Regions from separate parts of the Zea mays genome. Here region 2 is linked to region 1. Evidence: chromatin contacts called from public Hi-C data. All regions are on one chromosome and are shown on one strand. Each heading gives the region's core, a stretch centred on a gene start, on an enhancer-like site or on the middle of the called end of the contact. The rest is flanking DNA. Distances are from core to core; before and after follow the strand shown.

Region 1 (5,217 bases), core at 1,920-4,419:
CTCGAAGGGAGTAGGAGCACCACTTGGGAGCGGATGAAGCCGCCGCTTCTGCAATCCCGCGAAGGAATTCACAAGAGCAAAGGGGTAGAGATCACTCTCAATATTTGTTAGCACACAGCTGAACAAAGGGGTTCTATTTTAGATTATCCAAAGCTGCCTTACATCATAGACATAGGGGGTATTTATACTAGTAACAATCAGCCTTAGCGAGGTATAAACACGAAACAAAAGTATTTTCACGTGCTGATGTGAAGGAGCCTCTTCGGGAGATCTACAGAGCTAATTTCTGTGTGGTTGTTTGACTTCTGCGCAGCCTTCAGTATTTTGACAATAACTTCTTCTAGGAATCTCCAAATGACGTGGGGCTGGATGCGTTGGAAAGCTGACTTGATAATCTTTCTCACCATGTATAGCATGCTTAATGAAACTTCGTAGAATGATGCAGTTTAATACGAAAACTTGGTCATCAAGCAGACTGTTGACCTTCTGACCAGTCAGCACTAAATTAGGTCAGCTGCCTTTCTAGTAGATTTGATTAAGTCGGCTTTAGAAGCATTAGAAACTAGACTTCAAGAGCTTTCCAAAAAGTACTTATGGGCCTTCATAGCTTTTGGGAATCAAAAGATATGACTGTTTCTTCTGGACGGTTCTGTTGCGCTGGACTGACTCGGACATAGCTCTTCTTGCTAATTCGCCTTTAATATGTTTTGTCCTTCCTCTTTGGTGAACCTAAGTAATATCAACATACTTGACTTAGGTAGCATAAAGTTCTCATTAGTGTTTAATTGAAATTCATAAAGTAGCGTGTGCACCTCTTGTTGTAGCTTCTTAGCTCGGCTACGTGTAATTGGTCCATCAAAGACTTGGGTTGGTGAATGATGTTGGTTGTACTTGAGTTGATGTAGTATGACTTGGGGGTTGTAACGTATTGCTTAATGGCGTGGTCATATCAGCTCCGCTTCTGGCTCCTCTCGGACGCTCCACGCCGTCTCCACTATCGAGCTTCCGGCCGAAACGCCGCGGGCCTCGTTCCCTCTGGTACACGGTGGCGGCCGTGACACAAACGCGGTTGTCACGGTCTCGCAAGACACTCGCCCCACTTGGTACAATTACAACGGCTCACGCAAGAGCTGTGGGGTTGTGTGGTTTTACAAAACTCACTCAACTAACTAGGGTTCACCTAGAGCAAGCGCTAAAGCGGTCTAACTAACCTAAACACTTCGCAAAGCACCTACGCTAATCACCGAGTGATTCTATTAAGCACTTGGGTGTAAGAGCATTTGGGAATGTCTACTATATGCCTTGGTATGTCTCTTGGGCTCCCACACTTGGAAATGGCCGGTTGGGGGGTGTATTTATAGCCCCCAACACAAATAGAGCCGTTGGAGAAAAGTTGTTGCTTCTCTGCGGCACACCGGACAGTCCGTTGGTGCACCGGACAACACACTGTAGCCTGTCCAGTGTGTCTAGCCGTTGCCCTGTCAGAGCAGGTGACCGTTGGCGCCGCAGGCTTTCCACACCGGACAGTCCGATGGTCTTCTCTCCGGGTGCCACCTGGAACTAGCCGTTGGGCTGTGGTTCCCTGGTGCACCGGACAGTCCGGCGTGTGGGCACCGAATAGTCCGGTGTGCCACCTGACAGTCCTGTGCTCCACGCACAGACAGTCCGTAGGCAGCACACTTGGACTTTTCTTGGATCTTTTTAATGTCTTCTTTTGAGGTGTTGCTTTCCTCAATTCCTTAGTCCAAGTTAATCTTGCATCCTGTGAACTACAAACACAAACACTAGAAAACTTATTAGTTCACGGATTGTGTCGATCATCAAACAGCAAAACTCAATTAGCCAAATGGCCCGGGGTCCATTTTCCTTGCAACGATCTTATGGTTAGATCCGTTGTCGATTCTTTTTTTAAGTGTTAATCTTGTTGAGTTAGTTCAGATTTGTTCTGTTCTAATGTCGTGGATATTATCTGCCAGTACATCTGAGTTTTTCGTTTTATACTGCATTATTAAATTAATCTTAGGCCCTATTAATTTTCCAACAATTTAGATGGATGATAATAAATTTAGATATATATATATATATACACACGAAATACATATATCATATATTATATGAACCCACTAATTCTCTAAAGCAAGTACTCACTTCATCCTAATATGACTCTTGTTTTTTTGTTTATATTGAAATCGATGACAATGAACCTATACACATATATAAAACATATATATCAAATATTATACGAATCTATTAGCATTCTAAAACGAATATTATTTTGGAACGCAGGGAGTACTATTTTATTACGGAGCAGTTATTTATATCAAACTCATTGAACTGCTTATTCTTTTATGGAGGCTTTTTTTAGAGAAGGTACTTTCAACGACGATGACACGTAAAGGATGATGTCACTCGAGAACCGGTGATCCTCTACGCTGGCTGGCTTCTACGGTGGTACCCTTGAAACTAAAATATTTTGACTGCACGCATGCACAAACTATTGGCCATGTGAGCATCACAAACGTGCCATAGGGATACGCGGCACAGCGGATCCTTCTCTGCATGGAATTCCTTCTGGCATGCACACTGACTCACCTGTCAGCTGCTCAGATCGCTTCACCGTTATCTCTTTCACTGTACTAAACTAGCAATAGTTTAAACATATGATTTTATTTATATTTACGAGCATGAGTTGGTGTCTGTTTAGATCGAATAGGCAAGTTACTAGTCGAACTAATATTTTTTGTGGAAGTTTTGCTGACTACAGTTTGTAGAGACGACTAATTCGGTCCATCCGTTTAGACGCCCTAAAAAAAATTTAACCATTCATTTCAAATTTAACCATTCGGCGGCTTCCTCGCCTGCTTCACGTTTTTGGTGCGGCTCTGCTATGTGTAGCCTGCATTCCTCGCCTACTTCATGTTTGGTGCGGTTCTGTATACTAGACTGTAGTGTAGGCAGGCTGCAGGAGACGGAGCCATGTGGTGTGTGGACCCGTGCACTTCACGTGAAGGCAAAATAAATAATAGTTGGCATCTTTTGCCACGGGCTCCACTTGTATTGTATCATCAGCCTATCCTAGGGCACACGTTTGGGCTATAAATACACGACACTTGCATCATCGATCAGCCTATCCTACGACACAAGCAAAGCAAAGCAGCTCAAAAAACTTTAGCCAGCTATCAAGACATGGCTCCACTTGTTGCTGCTGCCACGAATCACACTGCCCATAGAAGCCACATAGTAGGACCCAACAATGAGAATTTTCCAAGGCACCAACCTTGTTCATCACAAAACAGAAACAAGAGACTCAGGCTTAGGTCACGAGCACAAAGGATAAGCAGTCAGCTGCTTGCAAGCCGAAAGCTTATGCCATGGCAAATCCCTAAAAGGGACTGGTTTCCTCCTAGCTTCATCTTTGGTGCCGCCACCGCAGCATACCAAGTACACTAATTTAACTTTAATTTGTTTCTCTACAACGGAAAAATGACCATGTCTTTATTTGTTAGCTGAAACGAAATTATACATGTCATAATAACTAATAATACCATAAAGAAAATCATGCATTATACATGTCATCTATGTGTGTGTGTAGATTGAGGGCGCCTGGAATGAAGATGGGAAGGGGCCAAGCAATTGGGATCACTTCTGCCACAATTATCCGGGTAACATACAGCAAATATTCCTTTGAAGTTGTTTACAATAATAAAGCACGTAGATGGTTGTATATGTACCAACGATAAGATGCAGTTTTAAGTGATGATGACCTTACTATTTTCCTTCCCTTTCATGTGCATATCAATAGATTGGATACTGGACGGAAGCAATGGGGACACTGGAGCCAATTCCTATCATATGTACCCTGTAAGAACTGAGATGCCATGGACATATATAATAATCGTTCTATTATATATATGCAGTTAGCTTCAATAAAAAAAGAACTAAGGGATATATATATATATATATATATATATATATATATATATATATATATATATATATATATATATATGTGCACTTCTAACTTCATATATGAGTGCTAATATATATTGTCATCGTCATTTATGTTAGTACTTTTGACTGCCAGGCGGATGTCAGATTGCTAAAGGAAATAGGCATGGACGCGTACAGATTCTCCATCTCTTGGTCCAGAATACTGCCGAGTACGTAGTTGGTAAAATAACCAAATATATTTTTCCTACGTACAATAAGTTTGTGACGTACAAACAGTAAAGATGATCTCGACAACTAAGATGCATTCAATCAGATCTGTTAGATTTTGGTTATGGTTCTAAAAAGGTTTTAATTTTAGAGGGAACGCTCGAAGGAGGTATTAATCAGGCCGGCATCAAGTACTACAAAAAGCTCATCAACTTATTGATAGAGAACGGTAACAACCAAAAAAAATTTCTTCTTGGCGCATTTAGCAGCTTAATTAATTAATTAATTAAGGAAGATTCTAATCCACTGTGCAAAAGTTTTCACGAACCATTATTTATTTATTGCAACTCAGGAATAGAGCCATTTGTAACAATTTTTCATTGGGACGTCCCTCAAGCACTGGAAGACAAGTACGGTGGCTTTTTAGGCGACAGGATTGTGTAAGTACTATAAGAACTTTGAATGATATATACGGTGCCATCTGTTAACGTTAATGATATCTAAGTATTAGGGAAAACTCAATGGCCAACTGAAAATATGTCTCTTCAGATTTGAAACATAGTTCTATACATAGTCATTCATTGAAGTGTCAATCAGCTAACATAACTATTTAATCAGCCAAACAATAGGGCAACTTTTGATGTGATTCAGGTTTGCAATTTTTTTAGAAAGGATTACACAGACTTCGCTAAGGTGTGCTTTGAGAACTTCGGTGACAAGGTGAAGAATTGGTTGACCTTTAACGAGCCACAGACATTTACAACCTTTTCGTACGGAACGGGAGTTTTTGCCCCTGGACGGTGCTCACCAGGAGAAAAATGTGCTCAGCCTATTGCTAACTCACTCACCGAACCATACATTGCTGGCCACAACATCCTTCGAGCCCACGCTATGACTGTTGACCTCTACAACAAGAATTACAAGGTGACAACACACTCTTCTAAATTAATCGTTAGCAGTACGTACTACAATATGTACTCCTATATTATTGACTGAGAACCAACTGTAGGGTACAGACGGCCGCATTGGGCTTGCGTTTGACGTAATGGGTCGCGTGCC
Region 2 (5,367 bases), core at 2,530-5,029, 180 kb before region 1:
CGGGAGGGGGAACGCGCCGGGGCTGGGCGGGTCGCCGGGGACGCGCCGTGCCGGACCGGGGTCGGGCCGCCGCGCGAGATGGGGGCGGGGTTGGGCGCGCCGAGGCCGCGGGCGGGCGCGAGAGAGGGAGGGGGCGCCGAGGGCGGGCGAGGCCGGGGCCGACCACGCCGGAGAGCCGAGCCGCCATGGCCGCGACGTCGAGCTGGGGCCGCTGGCGGGCACGCCGCGCTGGGCCGCGCCAGCCGGACGGGCGCGAGGGAGGAGGGGAGGAGGTCGAGGCGGGCGCGCCCCGCGCCGAGGCCGGGATGCCGCGCCGCGCGCCATGGTCGAGCGCCAGAGGCCGGGTCGGGGCTCCGCCGCGCCGGGAAGAAGGGACGAGGGGGGGAGGAAGAAAGGGAGGGGGCCGGGGCTCACCACGGACGGGCGACGGGCGGCGGTGTCGGGCGAGCTGGGGGCGGGCAGGGGAGCGGCGCGAGGTAGGGGAGGGAGGAGATCATGCGGGGGGTAGAGGGAGGAGAGAGAGAAAGGGAGGTTTGGGGAGGGCTGACGGGTGGGCCCGCAGGGGGAGAGGCGGTGGCGGGCGTAACCGTCGCGCGCCGCGCGCGGGGATGCGGGGGGTGCGGCTGGGCCACCACGAGCCCAAAGCGGGGGGGCGTGAGGGGGCGAGCTGGGCCGCGGTGCCGTCGGCCCACGGCGCGAAGGGGAAGGGGAAGGGGAGAGGGGGATGCTGGCCGCGCGGAGGGGGGGCGGCTAGGCCGCGCCAGGAAATCGGCCCAAGAGAGGAGGGGGGCTTTTCTATTTATTTTCCCTATTTTCCATTGTCCATTTCCCTCTAATCCTCTACTAAGCGCAAACTTTATGGAATCAAGCAAATACTCACAAGGGAAATTGATGTGTGGATCGGCATGATGCAACAACCAAAGAAAATAACTCTAGGGTTTACTATTAGTATACGACTTGGAGTTTTGAAAATAGGTAGGGTTTTAGCGAAAGAAGTGGGGAAAGAGAGGTAACGCCCGAATTTAGCGAGCGATAGAGAAAGAAAAAAATTCAACTCGAAATTCGGGGCGTTACACTGATGCATTGCATAGTGTGATGGGAAGTGTTGCTGGGATGGGTGAGGATTCAAGTAACAATCCTCCTCAAATAAGTCATGCGCGGACTGTTCGGACATTGGCCCGGACCGTCAGTGATTATATGCGGACCGTCCGTCGTTGTATGCGGACCGTCCGACTGGTAGTTTTGATTATGTGCCATATGTTGTGGCTCGGGTGCATGTCTGGGTAACTCATTAAAAATGGCCCCGGCCGTGGCTGGCCCGGATGGTCCGCGCTCACGTGTGGACGGTCCGGGCATGTGCAGATCGACTAATTTACTGCCGATTTGTGGTTGCTCAGGGTATGTTTCCATCGGCATCCCATAAAGGGGTTGTGACTGGTCGTGACAACCTATAGCCGATGTATTACGCGTGTTACCCCCTAATTCAACCTCGTGCGAAGGAAAATTTGCAATACTAGATTTATCAAATGCACGTATTAGTCTCCTATAATCGTTTTGCATACTCCCTATGATATTTTGCATTTGTTCTCGTTGTTCATCTACATAATTCTTAAGAGATTGTAGCTCGTTTGTATTACTTACATTGGGGATATCTAGTGTGGGTCGGAGCGAAGCCGGATCCGTCGCCCGTTGTCGGACGACTTTATTGTTCCTGTCCACCTTGAAGTTGGCTAGGAACTTCGCTCTCGTCTCTTGAATCAGCTGCTCCTTATGCTCCTCGAACTGGAGCTGTTCGTCAGCCGGCAAGGATTCCCAAGTCGGCTCTATAATGTTGCTGAGGGAGACTTCAGAACTATCCCTTGAACCGGCCATTGAGGGTCGATTTGATGGGTCTAGACGTGTTGTCCCAGCGGAGTCGCCAAAAAGTATGTTGACACCCTTTTGGGGCGCCAATCACTCAACACGAACCAGCGGTGGTGCTCTCTGCGCAGGGGTGGATGGTCCGCGGCCAGTGGCCGGACGGTCCGCGGTCTGGCGCGAGGCTAGGGTTTCCTGCCTGACGGCCGGACGGTCCGCACGTGCGCAGGGGCGGCGGAAGGTCGCCGGCGGCGCCTGGATCTCGCTCCCGAGAGGGACCCCGTCGGGGAGGAGAGATCCTATGAGTTGTATAGGCTCGGGCAGGCCGACCTAGACTCCTCTAATCTTCGTAGAGTCGAAGAGAAGCGGAGAATTTGGGGATTGAGAGGCTAAACTAGAACTAGACTAGAACTACTCCTAATTGTACAGGAAATAAATGCGAGATAGAAGTATTATTGATTCGATTCATCATTACAAATCGGTCGTATACCTCTCTATTTATAGAGGAGGGGGCTGGACCCTTTACAAACTAATTTCCGAGCTAATTCGGCGAATCTAGCTAACAACCGTAGCACAAAACTCGGAACCATAATCTGCTATGCGCACGCGCGGACCGTCCGGCCCACAGGTGTGGACCATTCGCCGCTCAATTTAGTGCTCAACACTCATACAATCAAACAAGATCTTAATTAGGGAATCAGTCTCAGGAAATTCAATATTTAGAGGAAAATTCAAATTGATTATATCATAATAATATAAATTAAACAAACAATATTTAAATTATAAGAGACATCTATTTTTGAGTTTAATTTGTTATTTTACAATAGACTATATATTGAGGTTTTAATATAATTTAGTTTGTAAGGGTAGGTACGCCGAGACGGGAATGGAGAATGGTTTCTTATCCTGTTCCGCAAATTTGGCGGGGACTAATTTCTCTATTTTGATCTACGTGAAGACTAAATTACTAGCATCTCCGTCCTTTAATAGGGAAATTCTCGCGGGAACCCCATAGTTATTTCTAGTTGTGATAGATATATAGTTTAGCTCTCGCAAGGCTATCTCCAACAACTTACTCATCCTTATTCCCATATTTAAACTCCACTTTATGAACAGTACAGTCTATGAACAGTATAGTCCATAATACAAAACAATATTTTTAATAACCATATGGGTGAACTGTTGAACACGTTTTAAAGCTATATCGAGCAGCTCTATCACTTTCTCTATGTCACCTGTTAATTTAAACTTCATATTGCAAGTATTGCTATCTACAATATAAAATACTTACTCAGTCCCAAATTATAATTTGTTTTAAACTAAACACACGTTCAATCGATAACTTATGAATGTAGTTTGTATGTATGTCCATGTTTATTATTATTCATTCAAATGTGGACACACAAAAAAAGTTGGTAAAAAGGAACTATATTTTGGACTGGTTTTACACTACCAAAAATGATTATCGTAACAGTATGCACCACGCAATGTTTAGCACTCAAGCTAACGCTAGGTCGTCTAAATGAATCGAGTAATAGCGCAATCAACAACTCGCCAAACAAGCCTACTATATATTGAGGCACACAAAATCACAAGGTTTTGTTGAGTACTCGAGGAGCACGAGCGCGACCATTAATAAGAAAAGAAGAATGAAGAGGCATCCCTTTGTCGATCGCTAGAAACATCCATCATCCATGCATGATGCTTGACGCCTTGATGCATACTACTACTGGTACGTATGACATGATTCCCCACCTGCTCCTCCATGCATGGCACATGTTATGTCCATTCCGTCCATCCATGCACCAAGGCGGGTCCCACATCCCACCACCACCACCATCAGCGAGCCTCCGCACCGCACACTCCCCAGCCTCTATCCGGTCCGGCGGTACAAATAGCCCCCACCCGCCACCCACTCAGCACCATTTCACACCCTCTTGCCTCCCCGTGACTACCTCGCTGTCCCCTCTCAGTGTCCAAGCGACGACACCACGCCGCCGAGATGTGGATCTCAGATTCCGCCTTTGTGGAGCCCTCATCTTCCTCCCCATCCGCCTCTGCCTCCCCGCCGCCGAGCCCGCCACCAGCACGCCTTCTCCGCCAACGCAACCGCCGCCGACGCCGCAGCAGCCGGAAACAGGGCAGTGCCAGCGCCGTCGACGGCGTCGCCGACCCCGAGGCGGAGGACGTGTGGCGTGGGGCGCAGTGGGAGGCGGCGTGGCCGGCGCGGCGGGACTCGAAACCCGTCGTGCTCGCGGGCGGAGACGACGCGGTGGGGCGGTCCAGGAGCCTCACGGACGACGACCTCGAGGAGCTCAAGGGATGCGCCGACCTGGGCTTCGGCTTCAACTACGACGAGATCCCCGAGCTCCGGAGCACCCTGCCGGCGCTCGAGCTGTGCTACTCCATGAGCCAGCGCCTCCAGCTGGACGACGAGAAGCCGCAGCAGCACGAGGCCGCCGCACCAGATGCCGCCACGCCGTCGCCGCCTGTCACCAACTGGAAGATCTCCAGCCCCGGTAAGCAACACATAGCAGATCGCCGCCTGTCTTCCTCCATGACTTGACTTGGGATTCCTTCCTTCCTTGGTCACCGGAGCGGAGAAAACCAACTTGTCTACATCAAGATGGAATCTTTTCCCGTCACGGAACCAACCAAGGACACCACTTGTCGACGATCTGTTCGCTTCTTTGTTTATCGGCATATGTTCTAACGAATGCAGTCCTTTCTTTTTGGATAGCGCAGGTGACAGCCCTGACGAGGTGAAGGCGCGGCTCAAGTACTGGGCGCAGGCGGTGGCGTGCACCGTCCGCCTTTGCAGCTGAACGGCGCCGAACCATGCGCGCCATTCTTCGCCGTCTGGAAGCACACACCATGCCGGTATGCCGGCCGCCACCACACAAGAAACCAGATGACCAGACCTGATCGCGAACACGTTGCTGCTGCTGTAAAGTGATCCAGGTGCAGCGTTTCAGCTGCGACGGCGGGCGTTGGCAGCTGCCATGATTGCAGCTGCAGAGTTTGGTAGTTGTGGTAGCAGCACACATAGGGGCTGAGTAGATGGGTTGGTTGCCCGACCGACATGCTGTGCTCTCTGTTCCAGCTGAGCAACCTGCCTCTGCCTGATGAACCAACCATCCGAGTGTGCAGCAGCCATCTCCAGTGGAAATAAACTATTGTAATTGTACTGCTAGCAGTAGTGATCAAAATAATGCGCAGAGTAATTAGTACTGCAAGCAAATCGGGGAATCATTGTGAATACATAAATCTGTGGATCTCATTACTATACTGTTATCTTAATCATTAGCTGGTGTACCTGCTACCTACTGCAGCTGTTTGGTAATAATGGTGCAGATGCTTTCCTTCTCTCTCGCTTGCAGTTTGGTGGCACCTGGCTGACCAGAACGATAGATTCGGCGAAATAAAATAAAATGCAATCATGTGCACCGCAGCCATTAAGATTTTTATATGCATTTCCTACCCCATTCCAAAAGATTCCAAACCACATAC

What was found. Hi-C and Micro-C count contacts between places; a contact is called where the count stands out from the background.
Region 2: a contact with region 1 is called in a Hi-C map of ear, with 2.2 times the contacts expected there. The contact joins the promoter of LOC100277623 here to the promoter of LOC100281760 in region 1. A contact is called at or near these places in 3 of 25 Hi-C or Micro-C datasets (ear, endosperm and tassel).

What each region holds. Positions count from the first base shown.
Region 1 is chr10:35,313,515-35,318,731 of Zm-B73-REFERENCE-NAM-5.0, reverse strand. LOC100281760 (non-cyanogenic beta-glucosidase) reads left to right here and starts at 3,169. Exons shown (of 12, transcript NM_001154680.2): 1 at 3,169-3,441; 2 at 3,593-3,662; 3 at 3,803-3,861; 4 at 4,085-4,160; 5 at 4,310-4,387; 6 at 4,511-4,598; 7 at 4,827-5,082; 8 at 5,168-5,217. The coding sequence starts at 3,187.
Region 2 is chr10:35,494,862-35,500,228 of Zm-B73-REFERENCE-NAM-5.0, reverse strand. LOC100277623 reads left to right here and starts at 3,779. Exons shown (of 2, transcript NM_001398266.1): 1 at 3,779-4,376; 2 at 4,603-5,225. The coding sequence starts at 3,860. The coding sequence ends at 4,682.